2 separate regions of the Bactrocera dorsalis genome follow, and region 1 is linked to region 2. A link is a contact called in public Hi-C data. All regions are on one chromosome and are shown on one strand. The core of a region is the stretch at or near the end of the contact, and the rest is flanking DNA. Distances in the headings are between cores, read along the strand shown.

What was found. Hi-C and Micro-C count contacts between places; a contact is called where the count stands out from the background.
Region 1: a contact with region 2 is called in a Hi-C map of whole body, with 2.3 times the contacts expected there. The contact joins the enhancer-like site here to the promoter of LOC105229957 in region 2. A contact is called at or near these places in 2 of 2 Hi-C or Micro-C datasets (both in whole body).

Annotation. Positions count from the first base shown.
Region 1 is chr3:79,763,685-79,767,935 of ASM2337382v1, forward strand. LOC105229959 (paired amphipathic helix protein Sin3a) reads right to left here. Exons shown (of 14, transcript XM_011210478.4): 3 at 774-1,610; 4 at 1-679. The coding sequence starts at 1,263. Among protein-coding and RNA genes, the nearest start is that of LOC105229958, 4.1 kb to the right of the region's middle. Within about 2 kb of position 2,302, the one cell type or tissue checked has open chromatin away from gene starts, as enhancers often do.
Region 2 is chr3:79,720,976-79,725,423 of ASM2337382v1, forward strand. It overlaps LOC105229957 (hypothetical protein), which reads left to right and starts at 1,283. Exons shown (of 10, transcript XM_011210473.4): 1 at 1,283-2,359. The coding sequence starts at 2,152. It overlaps LOC105229956 (kelch domain-containing protein 10 homolog), which reads right to left and starts at 1,032. Exons shown (of 4, transcript XM_049452308.1): 1 at 736-1,032; 2 at 1-432. The coding sequence starts at 331.

The sequences.
Region 1 (4,251 bases), core at 1,052-3,551, 44 kb after region 2:
CTCGTAGTATTACTTGAATTACTCTGATTTGATTTAAGTATTAGTGGTGTTTGGATATTGCCAACACTTCCTGGTATATTAGACATACTACCGTGCAAGCTGTTTGGCGACGCTGATGGCATTGATACAACGGGTACTGAAACACCTAATTCATCTGAATGTATTTCGATTTTGTAACCGGCTGGCAGGAACATATTAAAGCCGTAAATCAGTTCTGGGTGCCCTTTAAAAAGAGTTGACACCCGTTGAATTACACCAGGTGTATCAATGCAGTGGGATTTGAATTCTTTCATTATATCCAAGAAGTTGTTATAAATTTGTGGCTGATCAGCATATTGGAACTTTACTTGATCCAAGTAATTAAGTGCATCCTCCACTTTAAGTCGTGGAGGACCACCTTGTGGCTGACCAGCTTGTGGAGGACCTTGCTGTTGGCCCGATGTTGTGGGTAACGGTGGTACCACTGCCAAAGGTTGTGGTGCATTCAGTGCAGTTCCACTGCCTACAGTAATATTTTGAGAAGAGCTGATTGTACGTGTTCGCAGAGAATTTGGCTGCGATGCAGAGTTCTGTACATTACTGCCTGAACCACCACCGGTTACATGAATTTGCACAGGTCCATCTGTAGTTGTTTTTATATTACCACCAACACTGGAAGATACTGATGAAACATTGTAGGCTAAATAAATAAAATAAATAAATAAGTCACACTTTTTTCAATACCTAATTAAAAATAATATACACAATTTTATTTATACTTTTAATCTACTTACAAGTTGAAGAATACTGCACAGCTTGTGTGTGGACAGTTCCTGCATTGACAGTTCCCGCGGCTCCGCCACCTGAAGTAACAACTGTTCCCCCAGGTAACTGCGCAGCATTGCCACTGGGTCCTCCACTATTATCATGACTCGAGGAATTGCCGCTACCGGTACTACTTTCTACCATTCCACCAGAACCTTTCATGTTTGTCGCTGCTGGTGTTGTTGATGGCAAATAAGCAATTGTCTGCGCTCCACCATGTGGCGGTATTAAAATGCGATGATGTGGGATTGAACCAGTTGCATTACTTCCAGACAAACCGACACTTAAACTAGTATTACCATGACTACCGGGAACAACAGTGCCGATATTAACTGTATTACCGGGATTAGAGGTCCCCACTATGGTCCCGCCACTTCCTCCACCGCCACTACCACCCACACCTCCAGGACCAGGGCGCGTGCCGTATTGGACTTCATCCACACGCGTACGTTTCATCATTTTGGTTGCAATTGCTGCACTTAATTTTTATTGTAGTCTGAACGCTCTTAATGTATTATTTCAATTGCTGTCAACTTTTGAGATATCACTTGAGATGATGATTTCTGTCGAAAACTACCGACGTTTTTACTTTTTTAATTATTAATTCCAATAATACTTTGCTTTCTCATCAAACCCAATGGAAATGAATACGGGTTTTTTATTATTTAAACGATATTTATATGTTTGGTGCGGCTTTGATTCTATTGGCATCCGATGACTCTGTTGCCTTTTCATTGCGCTGTGAGCGGCCGTCAACTCACAGAAGGCAATTTTAAAATCTATCTGCAGCTTTCTAAATCCTAAATCTGTAAAGCAAACAGAAATAACTTTTTATTAGTTTTACAATGAATATATAATTAAAATAAGTTAAAATTTATGTATACATATTAATACAAAGGTAGAAATGAAGAAAATTTGTCATTTCCATGGAACTTGGTTTACCCCATACACATTTTTACCATTAGTTTCATTAACTCACATTAACTGCGTATTATTATTCTAAAAATCGTATTTGAAATAGAAGAAAATACTGTGGTGTTGTTGCTTAAGCGACAGAAATCATTTTGAGATTTGTTGCCGAATCGACATTACTTATCCGTATATAAACTAGAGTCCACGAGGAAATTTGGATGAAATAGCCTACAGGAAAATATTTATATAGTTTTACAGCATATCGCAAGTTCAAATTTATTTTCAAATTTTTAGCAATGAAAAATATTTCATAACACTAGAAATATCTTTTTTAATTTTGATAATATTTGCATATTTGTAGGTATACATTGCAATTCTATATAAAAGAAAATCAACCACTCTCCAAGTTGGCACAAAATAGTTCAAAATGCACACTACGTTACATATGCACACATATGCATACATATAATACAAAATGTACTCGTAAAGAGCGACACTATGGAGGGAGTAGAAAAAAAGGTAGGCAAAATAGCAAACCATTGGAGCTCAACGAGAAAATACCAAGCCCCATTCCCCACACACACAAACTTCACCTTGTTCACCAATAATATCGTTCGCCCAAATCCATCGTCATCAGTCTGACCTGCTCGTATGCGTGCACTTGCTTGCGATTAATATAGGTATGTGCATATGACAAAAGCATTTAAAACAAACAAAAATCAAATATATATATATATGTATATATAAATGTATATAAATATACGAATTTGTGTGACGTGCAATAATATGAGATAGTAAACGTTTTTATTTACATATATTAATATTTATACACATTTACAATATATAGTTTGGAAAATCCAGAATTGAAATGTATTTAAATGATTTTGGAGTTCAGTCAATCGCAATATTGGCATGAGAACCCAAATTCCATATAACATGGTTCATAACCAACATTATTTTGACTGATTTTCAAAATTATATACAAACAAAATAGCATGTGAAATTTATATCCCCCTATCTCTTTAGAAAAATCGAAGGCAACCAGACACAAATTTTCAATAATATGTACAAATACATATTTCAGTGTCAGAACGTTCTTCTCTTTGATTCTTGATATCAAAATTGTATCCTAGTCATTGTAAAAAAAACAACAACTAGACATTAAACTTTTGTAATGTTTAACAATTTTCTTCACTTCTATCAAAGATGATTTATATGCATGTTTCACTTCGATTAGTTTGATTATTTATTCAAATTATAATATTTGCGGCCCGGTAATATTTTTTATTATATAGCAGGCATGGCATGTCAATTTTTATTTACATTGATGCCTGTATCAATATATGTATGCATATGTACATATGTATATTGTACATTGCATCGCTGGCGAAATTTTCGTTTGTACAATTGGTAAGAAAGATGTGCCCAAATAGCATGGTGAGAAGTAAACACGTCAATTCATATATTTGCATACTCAGGAAAAACTATTAAAAGTGCATCACAAGCATTAAATAATTTTTGAAAAATAAAATCAAACTTTTAATCGATTAAACATTGTCTGAGTATTCGAATATTTTATTATTGTAAACTGTACTAGCAAAGATAAGGAAAATACAAACACTTCGTCGCTTTTGCTGATTATGCGCTCGTATATAACAAGAGAAAGCGACGAACCGAGCCATACAAACGCAACAAACACGTTTGTTAAAGTGAAACAACTTCAGTGAGCGATACTAGTTTTGACATCATCATCGAATGAGTGTAAAAGAGAAATAAAATGACACAATCCTTGAAAATGAGATTGCTTGTGTGCAAGTAGTTTGAGTACCTTGTTTTTGTTATTGTTTTGAATGGGTCAGCAGCAGTGACGACGACGACGACAACGGTGGCTGTCTGACTGGCTGACTACCGACGGTAGTCAAAGTGGAATATTTGAATGCGATTTCAAGACTTGCTTGGAGAAGAAAGGAAATTGGTGGCGAATGGGGTGGTGAAGCTGCATACAAATATGAGGTATGCGCCCGCGAATACCGCGTCATTGTACTATACTGGGTGAAGCATACTAGATATATACACTGCACATCCAAACAAGAGCTCCTCATATAGCAGTACCTACATGAACTGAAAATGGCCACTAGTCGTATCTCTTGAGGCGGGATAGAGTGGGCATGCATAGGGTTTCCCTCCATTTTTGCGGGTATCTTATCTTCGATATGTAAGTATAATATAATTTGCATTCGTAGCTACAATTAATTATAAAGTTACATAGTATACCTATAATAAGTTGTAAGAAAGCTATGTCGAGTGAATATATGTACATACATATAACACTGAATATGGACATTAACATGTAATTCTATTGTGCTCTTGTTTTTTGTTAGCCTAAGGAGGTTTAGGTCAATAAAGATTATTTGCGTTTTTCGCACTTTTATTGAATATTTTCATAAATTCAATTTTCAGTCTCTATTAATAAATTTGCAAATAACCATAAATAAACAAGAAATGAAAACGGAATTACAATAAAGGCAAAGGAGT
Region 2 (4,448 bases), core at 33-2,532:
AGTCGGAATCTGTGTCGCTAGACATGTCCGACGCATCATCATCGTCATTCTCTTCGTCAACATCTTCGTCGTCTTCGTCATCAACATCATATCCCAAACCCATCACGGGTTCCTCATCATCTTCATCCATAGGTTCTCCTGGTACGTGTTCCATATGATCACGTTGTTCGCCACCTTCGCCGTCCATTGCAACGAAAAAGAGTGTTGAAAAATGTATGCTCCGTAATATAGAAATAAAATTCCTTTCAAGGACAGCTATCAAATTCCAGACGTGTAGCAAATTATTCAATAAATTTAACAAAGCTAGCGCAGCAAATCTTCTTATTCTCATTACAGTTCCGAAGTTTGATTTTTTTTTTAATTTTTTTATTACTTAAATTTCACATACACAGGTTTTCCATCACAATTACAATATTATAGTTTAGAAGTGCACTTGAACAATTAATGGTGAAACCACATTGAATTTTCAACAATTGGATTTTGGTTTGTTGCCGCGCACAGCTGGTGGTGAAGGTCGAAACAATGTTGCTATCAAAACACAATTTCTATCGGAAGATACTATATTTAATTTGTCAAATTTACAGTGTTTAATCGGCTCAAAATTTTCAATTGTCTTTAATGACCTTGTTAGGCACTTGATTTTTTCTTAAATATATGTTAATTTTTACACGTTTGATTCTACGTTCAATATTTTTTTGGGATTTATGCAAGAGTGCAACAACATTGCTACCTCACCAATCAGCTGACAATTAGCGTCCACTGCTCCCCATACAATCATTCGCAACAGCTGTCAAATGAAATTCAAACGACACTTTGTATACACTCCATATCATTTTGATTACGCAGTTTGAAATCTACGCTGCTTTTATTACTTTTGCACAGAATTTTTGCTTGACTTAGATAATATTTTATAAAATACATTTAATTTCAGCGTTTAACTTTCGCATATAGTTTGTTTCACCTCGTTAGTATTTAATTTTGTGTTTACACGTCACACACTTTCAAATTCCTCACACCAAATGACAATTTCGAACAATTGCGAATAACCTACTTGATGTTCATCGTAAGTAATTCTGTAATGAAACAACGGGTGACACATAAATTAGTTGTAAACTCTTTATCAGATGGAAATATTTCTTTTGCCCGTACTTTACACAAAACTTTGGAATTTTACATATTAGTAAATAATTGAAACACACAAATCTATAAGATAGCATAGATTCACAAAATATTTAGTAATCTACATTTCGTACATAAACATTTTCTATTGATCCGATAACACAGTGTTTCGTTTCGCATAATTTTGGCACATCTTTGATATTCTATCGTTAATAATTTAAAAAATTAATATAATTTTTGTAATTTTAATGGGCAAACAATATAAAGTTAAATTCTTAATTTATTTCTTTGCTGGTTTCTTGTTGGCACAAATATTTTGTCGTATTCTTGACAATTTCGCGGTTGTTACCATCTGGCATCTTTGCATCGAATTACATAAAAAGGGGAGCTTTTCGACCATGTTCTCTCAGTCATTTTAGTGATTTGGCTCCAGCAAATTTACATTTCGTGATTAACCGTGAATAAATCTTTCGGTCTTTCCATGTGTCTGCGAATGTGAAATTAAACAATTTTTTTATTACGCAAATACCGTGTAAACTTTCCGAAGATGTTCAAACACAAACAGGATAGACGTAAACTCTGATATTCGGCCCATATCTGGTCGTTGCATTACATTGAAGGCGAACGTACCCCGCGTGTGAACTGATATTTCAGTTTTTCACTTTGGCGGAAGCGGAAAAATCCCCACAGCACACAGTTCAATGCTAGAATTCATCAAGTTCAACTCAGAATTGACACAACAACACCTTTGCCAAAGTAAACGGTTTCGATTATAAATAAAAAAAAATCTTTTGACGGCAAGAAAATCCAGTTTAAGAAAATTGACAAGACATAATATACGCCAAAGGAAATATCGTATAAAGAACACCAACATAGCTCGGAATTTGTAAGCGTCAATCAACAAATCTATATCTGCGCTCTGCCTATACGCGTATTACATATATCAGACGGGGTAAATTAATCAGCTGTGAAAAACAAGTAGAAGTGCAACGAGAATTATTGAGTGAGGCAATCTTCTGTAAGTTGGTCAAAATGGAGTGCAAGGACGAAACAACGGGAAATGACAATGGCAAACAAACAAAGGAACAGTCCAAACAACAGGACATTGAAAAGAAAATGGAAGAACAAAAACAACAACCCGAAAAGACATCGCCAAAGTTAAATCCACGAGCTGGCTTGAAGCTGGCCAAAACAAATGGTGCCTCCAAAAAACGTGTTTATAAAGTAGTGCTAACAGGCGGTAAGTACGCTCAATATACCTAATAATATTTATTGAAATAAATCTGTCTTTAAGCTAGAAATATTTGTACGACGAGTTTGCAAGTCATAATTTGGAGTCAGTGTATAAAGAAATGTGTAGCATACTAAACTCTAGTTGAATTGTGGATAAACTTTTTCATTTGTTATGTTTCTCTTGATTATCCTCGCTTTTGTGCAAATGTGCATTATAACTTTATGCCAACCGGCGTTGCTGGGTTTTTTTGGTTATCGAAGACAATAAATGTATCTACACGTGTTCATATTCCAAAACATATACTAGGAACCTGCTATTTCTTCAATTCATTAAAACCAGTTTTATGAAATTTCAGAGAGGTATCAGTTTTCAGTTACATATGTGTACTCATATAATAGATACCACACTTGACATATAATATATTTTTTTTTGTATTTCATGGCTGAGATAATATACTATACTTGAAAATTTGTAGAAATCTCAGAGTTTGTACATGTTTATATGCATGAAAGTACAACGGACTATATACAACATTTGCCAAAAGTCAATTTCGTGATATGTATAAGTGCCCCCACTAACACATTCATTGTTCAGCAAGCTGCTTGCTTTTGCGTCAAATCTATTTAAAAATCGTCTTCTACGATCAGCTATAGACTTATATATTAGTATACATGTGTATGTGTAGACAGTGATATGAAAGAATGAAAGAAATTAGTTAAAACACCGGCAAATATTTCAATATACTTGTGCATATGTTGAATTAAAAATGTATACATACGTTTCAAATATTTTATTTTTTTAGTTGTTTTGTATTGAGTGCAGTTAATTAAAAGAAATATATGCATGTCTTTCTAGTATCTACTTTATAGTCGAATAATTGCAACTATTTACGTAAATAGATATGTACGGATCATATGTACATATGTATATACCAACATTTAAGCACTTTCATCTTGATAACCGTCATCAATATGTATTTTGTAGCACATACAGCTAATTAAATGAATTATTGCAATAAATTGTGTAACATTAACACCGGTTTAAATACGACACGCCCAGCTCTTATTTTGTTATTGTTGCTCTTATCACTAAAAGCTTCTATCTCCATACGAAAACCATAGTTTGCTTTAGTAGCCGGCTAACTTTGCCCCATATGAATGATGGAAATCTCGCTAAGCTAAGTTAAAAAGGCAATAATCAAAGTAAAAAAAAATACAAAAAAGTGAAATCACTAATTGCATTGATTAAAATTTATTTTAGTGACGATTTAACGATTACTAGTTGTTTCAAGGAATGAAAAAAATATTAACTAAGCTGCCACTATTTTTACAGGTGGTTTGGAAGCCTGTTGGTTAAAGCAAGCCCTTTTTTTACAGTAAAGTTTGCGTTTAAATTTATTTTAAATCTCTTTCACTTTGAAAACGTAATTTGTGAATGATTTTGAATTACTTTAAATTTACTTTTTGTTCGGCGTTCTTTCATTATTTATTTCAAAGCACTTTTTATGAATGAGTTATTGGAAAATTCGTAGATTAATGTTATTATCTTATCAATCCAAACAAGTATTTGCAAGCCATATGATATGGTATTAATACGTTCACAATTTTTTTTTGTTATTACAAAACAATCACATAGTAATCACATTTGTCCAAATAATAACATACTATACGAGTACTTATGTTTTTTACAACTTCAGATTGTTTTTATTTTATAACAGCGACACAAGTAATTTTCTTTGTTTGCAGGGTGTTCATAAATTACCTTCTGCTTCGTTTATTTTGCCTTGAATGTATTTCACATTTATTCTATAATAAATTTAGTTAAATTTAATTCTAACTAGCTCAATACTACATAGTGGTTTACAATGTGCATGTGTATATACCTAAACATTTTATTTTTTTATGTCACTATCTGGTTCACGCCACTTGGCCAGTTGTTGAAAGTGGTTATGTCGAAAGCCATTAACTGCTTAACAATTGTTATTGACCGTTAGTTATGGTTCTTTGCAAATATGACCATTGGCCGTTATGTAGCTCATTCAATTGAAAAACAATTGCAATGTTTGCTACATATTCTATCTACTAGACATTATCAT